Regions from separate parts of the Mus musculus genome. Here region 2 is linked to region 1. Evidence: chromatin contacts called from public HiCAR-type data. All regions are on one chromosome and are shown on one strand. The core of a region is the stretch at or near the end of the contact, and the rest is flanking DNA. Distances in the headings are between cores, read along the strand shown. Region 1 overlaps Creb5 (cAMP responsive element binding protein 5). Region 2 has its middle 110 kb from the start of Tril.

What was found. HiCAR-type assays count read pairs that join an accessible place to other places.
Region 2: a HiCAR-type map of fibro-adipogenic progenitors shows a contact between it and region 1, with 6 times the contacts expected there. The contact joins two enhancer-like sites. A contact is called at or near these places in 1 of 15 datasets of contacts at CTCF or cohesin (large pre-B cells), 3 of 484 Hi-C or Micro-C datasets (the AML12 cell line, bone marrow-derived macrophages and cardiomyocytes) and 2 of 115 datasets of contacts at active chromatin or transcription factors (bone marrow-derived dendritic cells and fibro-adipogenic progenitors).

The regions. Positions count from the first base shown.
Region 1 is chr6:53,335,745-53,339,396 of GRCm38.p6, reverse strand. All of the region lies in intron 1 of Creb5 (cAMP responsive element binding protein 5), which reads right to left. Among named protein-coding and RNA genes, the nearest start is that of Creb5, 50 kb to the right of the region's middle. Within about 2 kb of position 1,871, at least 47 of the 459 cell types and tissues checked have an H3K27ac peak or open chromatin away from gene starts, as enhancers often do. A contact at or near this core is called in fibro-adipogenic progenitors, where this site is marked.
Region 2 is chr6:53,713,384-53,717,035 of GRCm38.p6, reverse strand. No RefSeq gene overlaps it. Among named protein-coding and RNA genes, the nearest start is that of Tril, 110 kb to the left of the region's middle. Within about 2 kb of position 1,950, at least 11 of the 459 cell types and tissues checked have an H3K27ac peak or open chromatin away from gene starts, as enhancers often do. A contact at or near this core is called in fibro-adipogenic progenitors, where this site is marked.

The DNA.
Region 1 (3,652 bases), core at 622-3,121:
CTCAATCCCACTTCTGCTTAGTTCTCTCCTCTGCCCCTCTCTGCTCATAACTAGCACTCATGTGTAATCACTCCTTGAACAACTCAAGCTAGGGATAACCAACATTTTTGCAACACTTCCTACATGAATTGGATTTTCTCACATCTCAGCAGAGACCTACTAGTTTACTATTTTTATTACTGCTTACATTACTATTATTACTTATTATTTTTAGTTTTTAATATGAGAATATAAGAGCCAGGCAGTATAACTACTCTGGCCCAGAAGTCCATTAATGCCTCCTGTCACTGCTATCCATCTTCAGTTGTCACTCTCAAACTAACCTTCATTACAGGTGTCCCATCCTAACCATGTGACATTTGCACATAAGAAATTCTGGAAATAGATATTTTATAAATGCATACAATCAAGTTTATGAGAAGAAAGCAAAGGCTGGGGTCTTCAATCTCACTTTCCTACAACTCTGCCTCCACTCTAAACCCCCACAGTGGCCAGAGTATGCTTCTAAAAGTGCTAAAAGCTGGCTGTGTGACACCCTCCTGCTGGCCAAGGTTCTGCTGCTGTTGTTCCCTGAACCCTCCAGTTGTCTTTATTGCCCATCCATTCTCATGTTTCTTAGAAATAATCTTTGTTATCACTATCTTGATAGTGGATGCTCTATCTAAAAATAACTTAGGAGTGCCTGTGGCTTCCCATAGGTCTCGGGTCTCCCCACAACCCATGGAATCCTTAGAAGGCACAGCCCGATCTCATTAGAATTAAAACTCCACACAGCTCTAGAGTAGAGATGCTGGACCACCTTGTTATACGATGTATGCACACTTCACCTCTTTGTATGTCAGATCCCTCCTTGGTGAGTTAGAGGAAATCTTAGCATAGCATGCATCTCACCGAGTTTTTAGGATATTTAGAATAATATAAGTAATAAAATGAGATGTGGCATACACATATACATTTCAAGATAAATATTTGCCAATTCACTCTCCTTCTTCACCTATGCCTTTGGTGTTCCTGTAAACTTTTGCTTTGTTCTCATAAACTTAAGTATATGCATTTATAAAATATACAGTTCCGGAATGATGAGACAGCGGTGACAGAAAGTGGAGCTTTAAAAAAGGCATTAACTCCAGGGTCTTAATGACGCACTTAATGAGTCTACCCCAGGCACATTGTCCACATCTATGAAATGGGAGCGATGGCATAGACCTCGTGAGACTGCACAGAAGGTTACCAGGGAGAGTCTGTTTGAAGCAAGTGTTCAGTGTCTAGAGCTCACTAGGCAGGCTGGACCACAAACCTGTTCACTGCTTTCATCCAGCACACAGCCAGGTCATATTCTCAGCAGCATGTGGCATCCGGTTATCCAGTCCACTCATAAGTATGAATCAGTGCCTTCAACTAAAGAAAGAAGGTCACGAGGGAAAATGTAGAAAGAGAATTTAAAATAATCCTTTAAGATAAGATACAGAACCTAAAACTACCCCCATGGCCCCTGAGACTTAAGGTGGGCTCAGTATTCTACGGCTCTGATCAATGGCAGCTTCCTTTATTAGGGGAGTCCCCGCAATAGGAAAAGGCCCCTTGGCCCCAGTCAGTCAGCACACACATGAGTCCTGACTGATACATGGGAATGCTAGTCAACTGGACAATAGGAGGGAGGGGTGGGGTGCACAGAGGCCCACTGCCAGCTCCGTAGCTGTACTCCCTCACTGAGAACGTGACTGCCACGAGGCACTCGTGTTGATTTTTCCCAGAGGACGAGAAGGAAGGCTATTTCCATGGGGGCGTTAATGTGGAGGGGTGTGGGCAGTGCAGCGGAGACTCCTGTGGCTACATTCTTTCTTGGCAGGCAGAGTGATAGGGTGTGGGTGTCCTGTCATCAGATCTGCACGACATTAGCCCAACCCATTACATCAGCAGGAATCGCATCCCTCAGGGAGGAGTGAAGGCCAGGGCAGCAGGGCCAGCTCATCCCACAGCAAGGCATTACAAGCTGTTGCCTCTCCCCTGCCCCGTTCTTTCTGGATTCCATGGGAATTGCTACTCCCGAGGCCCACCACATCTCAGGCACCACCTAGGTGTTTAATTTATGTTCAAATATTTAATTCCCCCAATATCCCTTCCAAGAATGCGATCACATCCATATTTTATTAGTGACTTCAGTCGGGCTCAGGGAGGTGAAGTCATTGGCCATGATCATCGCATAGTCAGTGTTTGGCAGAGCTGGGATCCAAGCCCAGATCCATGTTAAACTACAGCCCCTGTTTTGTTTGATGGGACTCCATATCCTCCCAAGGACCCCTTTTGAGACAGCCTTTTCCTGCATGCCTATATTTGGAATAGTATGATACTGGCAATAAGTCTCTTTTGCCTTATTATTCTGTGAAATTAAATCCACCTTGACATAGTTCATATTGTTTGGTTACATTTCCAAAGTGCTACCTGTCCATGTCACAAACACACTGCAGTCCAGAAAGCAAGGCCCTGATTCTGCCATCCATCTCTTGGTATGTTCAGAAAGCATACCAAGCTACATTGGGAATCATGATGAATTTATCAGACCCAACAAAGCCTCCTGGCAATTTCTATCAACATCCACACATCCCTACATTCACCCTTTCTGATTCTTTAGTCAGAAAATGTCAAATTAGAAAGCATTACATTACCAAGCATCTAGTTATACATGGGAGATATAAAATACCTACTGTCTCAGAGTTTCACAATCACAGACCAAACCTGTCTTAAACTCTTAAGTTTCTGATGTGGGCCTTTGTCTGTTCTTCTACTCTACATTTTTAATTATCCACTGAGCACAGGCTCTTCTCTTTTACTAGGGTACTGGTGTCATGAGATTCTCTTTCTACTCACCATTCTCAGCCTAGAGTACTGCTGAAAGCAAGAAATCTGACAGAATTATTAACATTCACCCCATGGTCCAACTTGGCTTAGGTATTGGAACCCACCTCTCATATTGGATATTGAGTAAGTTAAGGCCAAAATTATCTCAGACATGCCTTCACTCAATCAAGCTAACCCAAGATTCTTCTCTGAGACAAGGGCAAACCACCACCAATTCTACTTCAGCAATGATCAGGGCAACCTCAGTGAGTTTCACGATAAGACAGAAATTGCCCTAAATTCCTCTTGAGTCAGTCTCCTGTTCACTGAAGTACTTCTGCGTGTAATATACCCAGTCACATTACTTATCATTATCCATTGCCAAGATCTTTAGTCCACTGTATGTTCACATGTGTGTGCATATATGTGTGTGCAGGGGCATGTGTGTTATTAATGTCACACAGGCTAGAGCCATTTGGAAGAGGGAGCCTCAGTTGAGAATAAATCCATACCACATTGGCCTATGAGGGTATTTGCTTGATTAGCAATTGATGTAAGAGTCTCATTCTCTGTGAGTGGTGCCATCCCTAGGCTAGTGGTCCTGAGTACAATAAGAAAGCAAATTGAGAAAACCATGAGAGCAAGCCAGTAAGCAGTATCCCTCCATCCTTCCATCTTCTCCTGCCTCTGGACTCCTGTGTTGAATTCCTACACTGACTTCCCTCAGTGGGGAACTCTGCTGTGGAACTGTAAGCAGCAATAAATCCCTTTCTCCCCAATACTTTGTTGTCATGGTGATAGAACACTTGTCACA
Region 2 (3,652 bases), core at 701-3,200, 380 kb before region 1:
CTAGCATGCAAGAATAGTCATTTACCAAGAATAGCCAGTTACCACTTTTACATATATCAGTCCAAACAGATTTTATGTATAATATATGTATATATTTTGCACATTCACTATACATATGTTGTATTTATATAAATTATATATATTATTTTGTATACATTTTGTATATATTTTGTAATAAATATACATATATACATATTTTTTAAAAATAGCAAAGTATGTGTACATACCACAGATTCTTAAAGTATGGGGGTATAACCTCCTGGGCCATGTAATAGAATATTGGGTGTTGTAAAAATTTTGGCAACACTAAGAGCTTTCTAAAGGCAAAAAAATGAAAATTAATGTTAAATCAAACAAGTAATGAGTCTAGGGTGTTTTTGGCAGTGTGGACAGTTCACATCCCATGATTTCACTGAAGACCAAGCTATCAACATACAACATGCGCACTAATCCTGTTGTCACACTGCACGAAGTGAAGCAACATTGCTTAAAACACCGTGGCTCAGAAGCAAGGCCGTTTCTCATTATGACTTGCAGGGTTTTTACTGTCTATGTAAAGTGTTGTGCTCATATGAACATAATAGTTTAGTTATGGAAAAGAAACTCTGTTAGTATTTTCTATTATCAGTATTCAGGGTGGAAGAAGTACATCCCTGCCCAGCAAGAACCAGTTAGAAAGCGGTTCCCGCAGCCACCAAGAGCCTATCTGGCATCACGTCTTTACACTGCTTGGCTAGCTTGTTTCTAAAGGGTCTGCGCAAATTGTTCTAAAGTAAACTTGGTTTCTTTAGCTAATATTTTAAGTGTGAGGGAAAGAACTTAAACAAATATGTGGATTTTTGTTACATTCCTCATGAGTTAGGGAAGTAGAACACACCACTCTCCAGCCGCACATCAGATGCCAGGCAGTCTGGACCACAGTTAGAGCGTCTATTGGAGGCTATTACTGCTGCAAGAAAATCCTGTTCCTAGACCAAGTTTGGGCAGCGACACCGAAGTTTACGAAGCTCATTTGCTCAACTCTTCCTTACTGAAATAACGGGCTTGAGTGTGATTATTGTTCTGTAGATTCAAATCACTATTGCTTAAAAACAAGAGAGCCACGGGAGGATAGCAAAATCGCCGGTTTGCGCTTCATCCTTTCTGATCACGCTCTGTCCCAGGAGCCGTGGGTTTGCAGTTTTCATCTCCCCTGCAGTTTATCTACTGCACTCGGAAAGAAAGACCGACTTTGTTTATAAATTTCTAAGAAGTTAAAACCACTAAGATCCACTCCTAGTGTTGCATATCACTAGCAGTATACAAAAGGAGATGAACCCTCTTAACGAAATCTCTCAGCAAGTTCTAGAAAGAAAAATTAGTTCGCTGGTCCCCAAGTGCAGACTGATGGAGGTGATTCTAGTGTTGGCATGGAATTTTCTTCTTTCTTTGAAATTTCCAGTTATAGGCTGGGCTACAACCCTTCGTCCTACATGAAAACACAGCTTTATTGTGGGTAGGAACAAGCCAATCGCTGTTAGCTGCTCTGTCTCCCTTTGCAATCCACGGGGTAAGAAGGCTACATCATGAGAGAGATGACTACAGAGCTGGTTGCCCAAATAGCTTTTTCCCCTGTCATGTTTTGATGGTTCCCGCCTGTTTTCCTAAGGCAGAAGAAGATGGGTTGAGCCTCTTGGGGGGGGGGGGGTTACTGTTTCTTTCCTGAGATGCTCAGTAGAGATGATGAACATGGGCCAGGGTGGGAAGCAGGGAGGACCCGGCTGAAATTTTGGCAAGGGCCGCAGAGTGGGCCCCACCTAAACACTGACAGAACACACGGTCCTGGTCCAAGCTGTTCCACAGATGTGAGCTGGGTGCCTCCCAGCTCCAGCTGATGTGGCTTAGTAGATGAAGTGGCATTTTCCCCTTAGGAGTCTCCAATGCTGAAATCCTCTCAGGGGATTGGCTGCTTATGATAACGCGTGCTTGAAGATAGCCCTCCACGCCCGTCTTTGGGTGACCTCATAGGCAAGAGGCAGAGTGGCCTCTGAAGGAAACTTGCAGAGTGGAGACTCCCGGGTGGGCGAGGTTCCCTTCCTGGTTTGGTAATCCTTATGACCCCACAGGGTATGGAGAGTGGTGTGAGGGTCTGGTCTCACACAGCTGTCGGGTGGGAAAGAGGGAACTGAGGCAGGAGGCGAGACTGCTGGCTCAGATATTTATTAGTTCACTGAGCAACTGCTGAGTGACAGGGGCTCCTCGCTCCCAGCAGGCGGCCATTCATGGAACATATTTTTAACGTGAATCGCAAGAGAATTAACAAAAATATGAAATGGCTAATTAGACTGCCATCTCACAAAGGCCCTGCCTGATGACAAGTTTCTTGGTCGGTCTCACCGGTTGCTGGTTTCCAAGCAGAATGAAGTCAGAGGCCATGAATCCTGGTCTCAGGCGGGGCCGCGGGGTGAGGGTTGCGGGGAAGAAGGGGATAAGGGTGGATATTCAGCAGGCCTTAATGTATTCCTAATGTGTTGGTGAGGTAAGCGTCTTCTAGAAGCCTCTGGGGTGGGGGCTGGGGAGGGCACCTCAGTTTGAGGTGGGAGCAGTGGTCTAGACACACAGAGTAATTCTAGAGAATCTGTTCTTTGTGCGACCAGTGGCAGAGTGGCCAGAAGGCTTTCTGGGAGATTTTAAACTCAGGAGCTGGTAACCCAGTTCTCGAGATCAGAAGAAGGATAGAAACTCGACTCTATTCGTTTGTGTAGGACTCACTATATCCCTGAAGGGTATACGAAAAATAAGTAAAATAAGGCTTTCTTCATTGTTTGATGGTTTATACTGCAGTTTCCCCATATTTAGAAGCAGAGTCCATGAAAGGCAGCATTGCTGGGTCATACTGAAGACTCTATAAGCTAAGCTTGGAAAGGATTTACAATATTCGTCTGTAACCTCATCTCACAAAAAGGAAGGAAGGAAGGAAGGAAGGAAGGAAGGAAGGAAGGAAGGAAGGAAAGAGAAAGAAAGAAAGAAAGGAAGGAAGGAAGGAAGGAAGGAAGGAGAGAGAAAGAGAAAAGACAAGATGAAGAAAAAGTTCTGTCCTGGGAATGAATAGAAGAGAGCAGCAAGGCCCTTTCTTTCATCTTCACGCAGACAGGCAGGCTAGCAGCCTAAGTCTAAGTAGGACTGGGGTTTTGGCAGCACCAGAACCCCAGATACTTCGGTAACCATTTTGCCATACAAACTACACAAAGTTTAGGGGCTCCAACGGTCATTGGTCTCCAAGAACAAAAGGCAGATCACCGCTGAGCCAGGTTCTATTTATCTCTAAGACTATTTACGTATTCATCTATTTAATTGTCCAGTGCCAGAAACAGAGTAGAATGAAATTGTTAACTCTTTCTGGGCAAGTGCTCTCCCACTGAACTCGGCCACACTGCTTTTGAGTTCCCTCCCCCCCTCCTCTCCCCTTCCTTCTTTCCTTTTGTGGGATGAGAGATCAAGCCCAGGGCCTTGTAGATTAAGAAACACGCATGCTGCCAGTTACACCCTTTCCCCTTCTCCTTAAGCTCAGTTACACGATGCCAACGGACTGACTCGGTGAATACGCGCCACTCCCACTCGGAGCAGAACTTGCCCGGAAACTCAGTCACATCCTACAGATACAGGAGTTAAG